3 separate regions of the Gossypium hirsutum genome follow, and all the other regions are linked to region 3. The links are chromatin contacts, called in public Hi-C maps. All regions are on one chromosome and are shown on one strand. The core of a region is the stretch at or near the end of the contact, and the rest is flanking DNA. Distances in the headings are between cores, read along the strand shown.

Region 1 (4,165 bases), core at 25-2,524, 550 kb after region 3:
CGTAAATGAACCGTATTGCACTGCAAATCCTGTCATAATCAATTTCCAACCAAAGAGGCGGCTCCCAAGGCAAAATTAGTAAAACAGGACGTTCTTTTTAAATTAATTATTGATTTAGACTGTTTTTATATTATTTAAGGATTTTGAAAATCACAAGTTAAATGATAAAAAGCGCGTCTTCCGAAAACCACAGTTCAAAAAATGTTTTTTTTATCACACACATTTTCCTTTAACATGCTTATATTTTCTACCCTCCATCCCAAGTTCGAATTTTCTCCCATATTTATTTATTATGTTTCTACTGAATAATTCAAGCATTTTTTTATTTTTTAAATTTTTAATTTTTATTTTTGAACTTTTAGTTAGTAAATATATTTTTAATTTTAATTAACAATTTATTTATATAGATAAAATGAAAATTATATAATTATATAATAAAATAATTATATATATATATTATTATGTTAAATATATTTTATTTTTAAACATCAACTACTTTTTTTGATATATTTTTATTTATATATAATTTTTATATGTCAAATATTTTTTTTACACGTATATCTTGAGTATTGTAAATTTTAATATTATAAAAATAATTATTTCAAAATAATAAATATTTTTCATAAAAATTATATATAAAAAAAATATCAAAAAAATTAATTGATGTTTTTAAAAAATAAAATATATTTAATATAATAATATATAGAAAATTAGTTGATGTATTTTAAAAATAAATATATTTAATATAATCGTATATAAAAAATTATTTTCATTATATAATTACATATTTATTATTTTATCTATATAAATAAAAAATAAATAAAAACTGAAAAATAAATTTAATATAACATGTTTATTAATTAAAAGCATTAATTATAAATTAAAAAAAAAACTCCAAGCAACGTTCATTAAAAAAACAAATAAATAAGGGAGGGGATTCGAATCTGAAACCCAAGGGTAGAAAATGTAATAATTTTAAAAAATATTCTATAAAGCTAATTTTCCTAAATAATATAAAAAACGGCTAAATTGGTAATTGTTTTTAAAAAGTTTCCTTCTTCACTAATTTGCCCGGCACCCAATTATTTTTTATCAGTCGTAGTTTTTCCTCTAGCTTTTCCAAGAAGCTTCGTTATCTCCGCCCCCCACATCATCAGCATGTCACCGTCTGCTGACGGAACCGTCAAATGCGCCTGCAGATGCTCCTCTTCGTCCCTCGAGAATGGTGGTTTCAACGATGACTCCGCCGATTATGGTCATTTAAGTTCGGTTGACGGACTTGCTCGCATTGCGCCGGATCAAAACCTTCGTCAAATTCTTCCTCTGCTCTTGCTATTGGTACGGTTCCGTTAACGCAGTCGGAGAAGTTGCGGAGATTCATCGTCGCCTCAGCTAAAGGTTTCTCGATCGGGGCTGGCCTTAGAGGTGGATTAGCTCTCTTCTCGATTATAGCACGGTTACGGCGCAAAAAATTAAGGTAACTAATTGTTATACAAATAAATTTGACGATTTCAAATTTCATTTGCTTTATTTATAGTTATATACTACTAAGGCAATAATTATGATTGTAGGAAAGATGAGTCGTTTTCTGATAAAGAAGCGATTGTTGTGGGGATGAAAGAGACTATTAGATACGGTCTTTTCCTTGGTACTTTTGCGGGTACATTTGTTTCTGTAGATGAAATTATTGTTGCTGTTGGGCGACATAACAGGCAATGATCTTCTTAATCTTAATTTTCCTCATTCAAACAAAGGAACTTATTATTAACTTGCGTTTGATTTATTTGAATTATTGAATTTCTTTTCAGGACTACAAAGTGGAGGGCGTTAATAGCGGGACTTGTTGCAGGTCCTTCCATGCTTCTTACTGGACCTAATAAACAACATAAGAGTTTGGCCATATACATACTCATGCGAGCTGCCGTATTGGCTTCGCGCTGCGGAATGAAGAGTAAACGATTTGGGAAGCTTTGTAAACCTCTTACATGGAAGCATGGTGACATATTCCTTATGTGTCTCTCTTCTTCGCAAATTTTGTAGGTTCCTTTTGTTAAGTTGTCTTGGTTGTTGGCTTAGTTTTTTGCTATTAATTAAACTTTATTGCAATTCTTCTTAATGAATCTCGGTCATTATTGAATTTACCACATGGACTAAAGGACCAAGTCTACTGGGATTCCCGTCTTCTGGATCAAGTTACCAATCTCTAAACTATCCTGTTTGGAAGATTTAAGAGAAAAAAAAGTGTTGTAGTGTATAATTTTGGAGGCATTCTGAAAATTATCTGACTATATTAGAATTGATTCATGACTGGAAAGTCTGATCAGCATGCCTAGGGACTTTGTTGTTCATTTTTCTGCACCTTTTTTATCATTCAACCTGTTAAAGTTGGCAATCAAAATTGAAAATGTTTGTCTTTTCATCTCCAGTTTTTAAAGTTCATTGAATCTTAGGCTTCATAGCATGAACTTAGATACTTATCTCTAAAAAAGATGGTCAGAGCGTAAATATGTGAAAAGAAAGTGGGAAAATGTTTGCTTGAATGAATGTAAGTGCTAATTAAATGTTTTTGGGCATCATTTGAAAAGGGGCTGCATGGAACTGTGTGGCTTTACAAGTTGTACAAGTAATAGCATCCAAAAACACTATCTCGGGAAATTTTTTTCTGTAATTTTCCTAAGAAGATGATGACTGTACATTTATTATTTTTCGAAAGTGTAATCTTTTAAGTGGAAGCATTTATGTTTTCAGGTCCTCTTACCTTTTGAAGCCAGAGAGTTTTCCCCCTTCGTATAGGTCATTTCTCAATAAACATGTTGGAAAGGATCAGGTCATCCTGCAAGGCGTTAAAGAGCATGCAAGTGCCCTTCCATACACTAATTTGGAAGCAATAGAGAATTTTTTTAAGGCAAAAGGAGCAGACGTTAAATTAGATCCAAATATGAAAATCCCATGTTCAGTATGATCCTTCTTTCTCCTTTTCTGTTGTTCTGCCGAGTAGCAATAATGTCTATACTTTGTTCAAAGTGTACAGCACTCTACCAATAGGCTATATGGTTATTGGCAGTATGCACTCTTGTTTAATTGCATTTCTTTCTTCCCTTGGAACAAAAACATTAATAACAAATCATTTTCCCTCTACGTAGCATCCATGTTATTAACAAGGCTTCGCTGTTGTGCTTTAATTATTTAGGACCTTATCTTGAGTAAGATCATTAAAGGCTAGTGCTTCAATTTCCATCCCTGACAGTTTGTCTTTATGAACATCAAGTTAGATGCCTGTTAAAAAGAATAATTTGTAAGAATTGAAGAAAGCTAAGTATTAAGGTTTAGGTTCAGAAAAGTAATGTGAAGTGACATTCAGCTTTTCATTTCTTTGTTCCTTTTATATCTCATAAAGCTCATTTTTTGGGCCAAAAACTCTCATTCATGCTGCTTTATTAGCAATTACAAAAAGGAAGTACGAAATTGGAATTAGGAGAGAGTATGAAAATACTTGAAAACATAAGCAATAGAACTTGAATGTGCAACTTTGCATTTTTTTTTGCTCCTTGACTTTAGTTGGTCTGTTTTTCCGCCTGACACTGCCTTCCAACTTCTACGAATTTGAGAACCTGATCATTTATTATTGTTGTTTGAAATATGTGTTGACTCATAAATGTAAAAGCACATAGTTAATGCATTTTTGACAGTTTAATAATCATGTAGTTATAATCCGGAGTTCTCCATTCCAAAAACTATGTATTGCACTTCATCATCCTTGCAGTCTCCGAAAGCCTTGAGAGCAGATCTCTTTTGCAATTGTTCTCATTGTCATAAGATCCTCAGAGTGCTCACATAAGCAATTTGCTTGATTGCTGAAACAAACTAGATTCTCTTGCAGGAATTGTTTTGTCTGTGATTTCTGTTTAAATTACCGAAATGACTTTAGAAAGTTCACAACAGACTTTGAATTCAAGTACTCATGCTGCTAATGCTTGAAGTTTTCTTTGCAAAAGTATATTGTTACTTTTGGGAATTGTGCTTAAACCCTTGAGCTATTTGCAGATGATACACGGGAATCAAGCATGCAGTTCACATGTTTTTACTTTTTTTAGTGAAGCATATAAAAGATCATTACCGGTATATCTTCCAGTTTATTTGATTCCTACACTAATAGTTCATCATC
Region 2 (3,629 bases), core at 382-2,881, 690 kb before region 3:
TCCAATCATGCAAAACTTCAAGCAGCAAAAATAAAAAACAAAAACAAAGTAACACTTAAAGACAGATGATAGTGCAGGCTAAAATACATCAAACCTTCATGTTCAAGACGCAGAAACATGAGATGTCCAAAAAGTAGTCACATTTGGAATTCACCATATAAATGAAATCTAGCAATCCTAAGATGCTACTATCCTTAATCCATCAAGCCAAACATGTAAGAAGGTGCTCTCTAAAGAAGAAAGGAGCCATACAGAGGCGCTTTCTTAAATGCTTAACTAAGACCAAGAACACTTCCTAACCCCAGATGCTTGAAACAAAAGATAAAATAAGGTGCCCAAAGATAAAATAACTTGCAACAAAAGCTACTAAATGAAAATGGATGTTATATTATAGGCAGAGTATCAAATCACTTACTCAGAAATCCCTTCGTAAACCGATCCAAATGATCCACTTCCCAGAAGCTCACCTTTCTCCCAATAAGTAATTGTCCTTTTGAACCTACCGTTAGGAGAAATATTTGACATAGGCTCTGTTGTAGTACTCGAAGAATCATCATCATTCGAAGTTGTGAAAGAACAAGACTCTGAAAGCACCGCATTGTCTCCTATTCTCATTAAATTTTCCTCCTTAGTATTTCCCTCATTAAACCCACCGTCCTCTCTTTTATATTCTTCGTCATCGGAAGACGAATGTGAGTTAACCGGAATCGCACACCCTCTATCGTCATCGGGGCCGAAATCCCTAAACAGATCCCAGGTGGAGCAGCCGTTATCGATCGCTTTTAGCTTCATTCCCGGAGGTGGCTTTAAAAACGGTGGCTTATCCCCTTTAATTCCACTATTCCCTCCTCCAACAACAACATTCGAAACGCAAGACGTGCTTGACTTCAATTCGGTTGTCGTAGTATTATCCACCGCAATTTTATCAGAAAAGCAGCATTCCCTTTTCGACTCGGACGAGTCCTTCCGAGTCAACTCAGTAGCCAAAACCCTCTCAGCCAATTCATCTACTGTTACTTCAGCGCCGGCGCCGCCTTTTACTAGAGCTGTCTCTTCTTTAGGACTATCCAACCGGTTTAATCTGGACCGAGGCAGAAGATCCGACGACGATCTGATCTTACGGGCCTCCCAGGCGGCGGTCGGGATTGAAAAATCTTCAGGACCATTAAGGCCCAAGCTCCGACAAATTCGATCGAGCTCTCCGTCGGTTCCTTCGAGACGAAAGCTTGTTTGATACAAATCGAGCGATCGTGTGACTAGAGGAGAAGAAGAAGAAGAAGAATCATCGAGAGACGAACAAAACGAGCCCGCATCGTAATCGATGTCCTTCGCTGCATTGCGTCGCTCGAGTCTAGGTTTTCTTCTGCTCCTTTTCGAGTCCATGGCGACTCTATTGCTAAAGAATCGAGGTAAGTGATGCATGTGGAACAGAATCCATCAAAATTCAAAAAAAAAGCTAAAGCAGCATAGGGTTTCCGAAAATATCAATTTAAGAAAGAGAAACGCTTTTGTTCTTTTTCTCCGTAACTTTCCTGGGAAAATTTAGGTGAGAAAAATTGGGAGCGAAAAGCGGCTGACCTAAAGAGAGAGAAAAAAAACGTGATAATGGTAGACAGAGTGGCTGGCTAGTAAACGCCGTCGGAAGAGAGAGAAATAAAGAGATTATACGCGTCGCCACGTGTCGCTTGCAAGAAATTTTTAAATCTTTGCATCCAAGGATTACTTTTTTATCCAGTTAGCTCCTTCAGTTTGTAAATTTTATTTTGGATTGTAATCACTAGGCCGTTTGTAATCGAATAGTTGCTTAGACTGTCCATTTGAAATAGTTTAATATTTATAGTTACTCATATTTGTATTTATATTTTAATTGTATGATATTGATTATATTTAAAAAAATGTAAATTAATCATATATATTAGATTAAAAAATAAATTGATTATTTTGTATATTAAAAAATTGATGAATATTTAATAGAAAAAATTGAATTGTTCTTTAATTTAACGTATAAGAATTAATTTATCTAAATTTTAATAAAAATATAAAATATAATTTGATTTCTAATATAAGAATCTTCATAATACTTTTATCGTAAATTTGTCGCCACATGAATAATAAGCTTATACCCAAATTTATTGTGTTGGAGTTACAATTTTTTTTTTAAAGTCCCACAACTATAATACATATACAAATATATATATATATATATATTTATGATCAATCGTAATATAAAACTTAACCAATATACAATACAACAAAGAAAGAATAAGATTCAAACCTTTTAAGGTCTAGTGCCTTAGCTTTTGCTAATAGTGTCTTTAATCTAATCATTGTCTGAGTCACTTGTCCAAGTTCGAGGGCTTATTTGAAAAGTAAGAGAATTTAGATAAAATATAAACTTGAAAAATAGGGTTGGACAAAAAAATAAGACTAATTCTCTAAACAAGTTAAGTTTCAGGTAAAATTATTTTTGTTCAGGATCGAGCCAGTCAGAATTAGTTGTTTTGTGGTTGTTTCATTATTGTTTTGCTTTCATTTTATTATTATATTGCTATTATATTATTATTATTGTTTAGATATTGTATAACTCATGTTTTATTATTAAATTTGCAACTTTGCTAAGTTACAACTATCTTAGTGTTTTTTAAGTATAAAGGCTTTTCTAATGTATTTTTAATTTGTTAGGAAATATTTATTTTAATGTATTTAATGTGTTATATTTTTAAGTTTATTTTTATATAAAAATAATTTTAAAAAATAAATACGGGCTAGACAGATTAGATTCAGATTTAGTATTTTTAATTTGAATAAAACTTAAACATAATTTTAAGTTTATTTTTCGTACCAAACTGAATCTAAACCTAAAAAATAAATCTTAAATTTTATATTGACCAGATTAGGTGTGTAGTGTCTAAACCTCATGAACAAAGATTAGATATTTTTAAATAAAATTTTGACTTCAAAATTTATAAATAAAAATCAAATTTTTTTAAAAAAAAATTGATATCAAATATAGAAAGATGTGTATAAAAACAAAGGGGTTAATGGTCTACAGCGGCTGGCATCAAAAGTAGACCAACATGGATATTCGTCATTATCCTTGGTAAATGTGTGAATTTGCGTAATGTTAAGAGTATGGTGAGATTTATACTCTAAAACAAAATCTATCTCTACTGGAATTGAATTAGTGTAATGCTATGTGAGTGGAGCCATCCACTCTAATTTTAATTTGATTCAATTGGAATCAAGATTTATTTATAAAATTTTAGTTAACTCATTCAATTCACATTTACATCATACCATATTTTTTAAGGTTGAGTTAAGTTGTAATAAAATTTTAGGTCCGATTGATAAGTTTGGCTTTAGCTCAGTTTGAAAAATAAGTTTAAATATTTGTTTAAGTCTAGCCTGCTTGTATTAATTTTTTAATTTTTGTTTTTATATAAAAAAATTAAAAAATATGATATATCAAATATACTAAAAATATTAAAATAAAAATTTTCTAACAAATTAAAAATAAATTAAAAAAATATTTGTACTTAAATAACAATAAGATAAGTACAACTTAACAAGCAAATACCTCTAAAATAGTAGCAAAATTAACAATAAAACAAGTGTTATACAATATCCAA
Region 3 (3,875 bases), core at 494-2,993:
AATTTACCTCCCTCTTGGCGATTTTGGATTGATTAATTGAGCTAACATTTTCTTTTAATTTAACTTTTATACATAGTTTAACTTTTAATTAAACATAATTAATTAATTAAATCTTAATTAATTAGGATTTAATCACAATTAGCAAAGTTAGTGGATTCTAGCTATCCGCCACCACTATTTGGAGTAATTTGAAGGGTCCATTTGTTCAAGTGGTCCTTGGATTAATTAGAAAGAAATTAACTTTGATCACTTTTACAAATTAGTCATTGTATCTTAATTAATTATCCATTTAACAAAATTAAGGGACCAAAATTCAGTTAACCTTTATTCTAACCTCGTAAATATTAAATAACAATATTTACAAGCTCGAACATCAGAAATGGGTTCCAAAATAACCGTTTTTCAACACCACTGAAAAACATACTATTACATAATACCTTCATCTATGATTGTAAGTATTGACATAGGGGTCATATCTCCATTGTGGCCAATCGAGAAATCCTACAATTGTATTGGCATTTTTGTTTGCATCTTTAAGAAGTATAGGGCATGAATCAATTTGGTGGCCATAAATAGCGCATATACCACATGCTGTAACATGTTGACTATTTCCTAAAACTAATTGTTCAACGAGTGAAATTAGCTTATCAAGATGACTTTCAATAGAAGATGAATTTACCTCATTCGCTCTACTTGGAATTATCGTTTGAATCCTCCAACTATATTAAGATGTTCTTTTGTATCTGCAAGAAGTATAAGACATGTATATGTTTTGTGGTCATAATTCAATACAACAAATTTGCTCATTAGTGGCATTTAAAAATTGTCGTTGAAAATTACATTTATGTCATTATTTGCATTTGGTGATGCAAATTTGTCATCATGGCATTCGTCACGTTAAGTGTGTCATTAAAGGTTAAAAGAGACGTATTTTTATTCATAACATATTATTAAGAATATGATGACAACAAAATATAATGTCATAATATAATTCGTATACGGTGATAACTAGTTGAGTCACGTAATGATATAAGATTTTGTATTTGATCATTTTTATTGTCACCAATAATAAAATAATGTGCAATGTATAGGTGATTAAAGCGATATCCAAGAGAATTAATGATGTATTATATCGTCACTTAATATAATAAAATAATAAAATTTATAAACACCAAATTTCATTGGGATCAAAATTAATATTTTATGATAAATATATTTGAATTAATACTAAACTAAACATTTCAATTTGGTATTGAAAAATTTTCAAATTCAATTTAATTTCGAATTAAATGTTAATTTGAAACATTGAGAAGTTGGGTTTCTTTTTAATTTTCAGCTGCAATTGAAATTGAAGCCTAGGAATATTGAATTTTAAACTTATTTGGGTCTTATTTTCTAATGTTTTGAGACATTTTCCATTTACTTTTTATTTAGGTTTTCATAAATATATATTTAATAAAAAAATTCAGAAAATTACAAAAATTTAAAAATATTTTTCATATCCTCCGTAACACATTTCAATCAAATTAGTGAATTCTCCATCTATAATTAGTGAAGTCTTTATTTAAGCATGTTGAAACAAGTTTATTACGAAAAGGTTTAGTTATTATATGATGAAATTGAAAAACTGAAATCTTGAGTGACCTCTTTCTCTATTTTTCTTTATTTAATTAATAAAAAATCTCACATAATTGGTACCGTTAATTATAGGATTCATGTGATGCGGCACCGTTCCCGCTTTGCTTGCTCTGCCAACCTTCTCAAACAGCCCCCCATGTGACCACCGACAACTGCCAGCTGCAATCAATTAGGACCCGTGTTCTATCCTCTACGCTCCATATCTCCACTCTGCCCTTCAACTTGCCACTAATAAATCGCCACGTCATCAAACTCATCACTCCCATTTGCCAAAACACCCTTGTTTTCCATCAAAATTACCAAATCAACACCACCGTTTTGACGTGGCATCCCAAACCAGCAGCTCATACAGCTTATCCACCACACACGAATATACTCCTCAACGCGGCTAAGCCAGTTTTCATTATTATTCTTATTCAATTTTCACTTTTATTTAATTTCCTTATCTTACCCCCACTTTATCATCATCACTGTCTCTTTAGCCTTTACCCTTTGTTTCTTTGATTTGTTTCTAAGGATTTAATCTCTAAACCTTCTTCCCATTTCTTCATTACATTGTTCAAGAACAAACAAAAAAAAAAAGAAGCAAAAAAACATGGCCAAAGTTCTGTTGTTCATTGCTCTATGTGTGCTTCCAGCTTTGGTTAGTGCTACACGCATTCTGAATAACCAATTGGTGGTTGAAGGCTATGTGTACTGTGATACTTGCCGTGCTGGTTTTGAAACCCCTAAGACTAGAAGGCTAGCTGGTAAATTCCATTTCTAACATACTTTAATCTTAATCTACGTTTTGCTATGTTGGCTTTTGTGTATATGTTGGTGACATTGTTAGATCTGGTGTTCTAGGTTTTAAAGTGGTAGATCTGTGAAGTAGTTTGTAGGTTTTGATGTTACATTGAGTGACAGTGAATGAAAGGGTGTGTAAACATAAAATAATGGGAACAACCATGACATGTTGGACTGGATCAGTAGGCGGTTCAAAGATGCAAATTTTAATAGAAAGGGGGAAAATTTAAGGTTTAAGATGATAATTTTGCTCATAGATTTATAAACCCAAAAATGTTGGTTCTTGGACATGGAACAGGATGTTGTGTATTGTTTAATGGCTGTGTTGCCTGGATCCTTCTTTCCCCTTGTCTGATCTATGTGATGTTTAATATTGGTAAATTTGTCGTATTTGGTTCTGAATCTTGGTATACTGATATCATGTGCTTTGTAGATGCCATGGTTAAGCTGGTATGCTCCGACAGGAAGACCGGCGGAGTTGTTTTCGAGAAGGAGGGATATACCGACAAAACCGGAAAATACCAGATTCGTGTATCCGAGGATCACTTGGATCAGATCTGTGATGCAGTTCTTGTGAAGAGCCCCCAGCTTGGATGTGCCACAATGTCCCCCGGTCGTGAACGTGCCCGTGTTATCTTGACCAACTCCAATGGCATTTCATCCACCACCCGTTATGCCAATAGCATGGGCTTCATGGTTGACAAGGCTGAAGTTGGCTGTGCTGAGATGATGAAGATGTATCGGGAGGATGAGGAGGATGTCTAGTGTGTGGGTTTGGATTTATTTGCATATGAAATGTGATGTTGTCTGCTATTTGTTATGTGAATTGCTTCGTTATTTCTACGTTAGAGGACTTCTATAACTTATTTTTCTTTCAAATTCTATTGCCAATTATATAAACCTAAGCTATGGCTTCTATCATTTAACAACTTGAATCTCTGATTGTTTGTCTTCAATGCTCAATAAATAAGACCCTTCTTCAATCACCATCGAACCATCTTTCTTGGCTGAGCTAAGATGCTCACATGGCCTCAACTCAAATTCAACTTCAGCTCTTTCCCCTGCGTTCAGGTTAACACTCTGGAATGCAACTAATTGTTTTACTGGCCTCCCATTGACCATCTTTGGTTGCCTCACAAATAGCAACATTGGATGCTTACCGGCCATCTCGCCATGGTTTTTAACTCGAACCTTGACTGTGTACTTCATTTTTTCACAAGCTTCGGCTCCCATCTCTGAAACAGGCATGTACCTGTTAGGATTTGAGCTCTAAACCATTATATGGACCTTGTTTTGTGTTACAGGGAGAATTTCGTAAGTATAGTTCGAGTAGCTAAGACCATAACCAAATTCAAAAGCCTTCGGTCCTTGGTAAAATCTGTAGGTGCGTCCGGGATAGCTGGACGAAGGTTCAGGTCGCATTCTCATGTCCGTCATTGGCACGTTAACGT

What was found. Hi-C and Micro-C count contacts between places; a contact is called where the count stands out from the background.
Region 1: a Hi-C map of leaf shows a contact between it and region 3, with 2.8 times the contacts expected there. The contact joins the promoter of LOC107944593 here to the promoter of LOC107952043 in region 3. A contact is called at or near these places in 8 of 34 Hi-C or Micro-C datasets (anther, callus, leaf and 2 more).
Region 2: a contact with region 3 is called in a Hi-C map of leaf, with 4 times the contacts expected there. The contact joins the promoter of LOC107951438 here to the promoter of LOC107952043 in region 3. A contact is called at or near these places in 2 of 34 Hi-C or Micro-C datasets (both in leaf).

What each region holds. Positions count from the first base shown.
Region 1 is chrA02:16,511,139-16,515,303 of Gossypium_hirsutum_v2.1, forward strand. It overlaps LOC107944593 (transmembrane protein 135 homolog), which reads left to right and starts at 1,275. Exons shown (of 8, transcript XM_041085490.1): 1 at 1,275-1,477; 2 at 1,572-1,712; 3 at 1,809-2,036; 4 at 2,749-2,956; 5 at 4,045-4,165. The coding sequence starts at 1,275.
Region 2 is chrA02:15,268,992-15,272,620 of Gossypium_hirsutum_v2.1, forward strand. It overlaps LOC107951438 (mitogen-activated protein kinase kinase kinase 1), which reads right to left and starts at 1,632. Exons shown (of 9, transcript XM_041085349.1): 1 at 416-1,632. The coding sequence starts at 1,422.
Region 3 is chrA02:15,955,932-15,959,806 of Gossypium_hirsutum_v2.1, forward strand. It overlaps LOC107952043 (protein DOWNSTREAM OF FLC), which reads left to right and starts at 1,744. Exons shown (of 2, transcript XM_016887284.2): 1 at 1,744-2,387; 2 at 2,858-3,345. The coding sequence starts at 2,234. The coding sequence ends at 3,189. It also overlaps the pseudogene LOC107952044.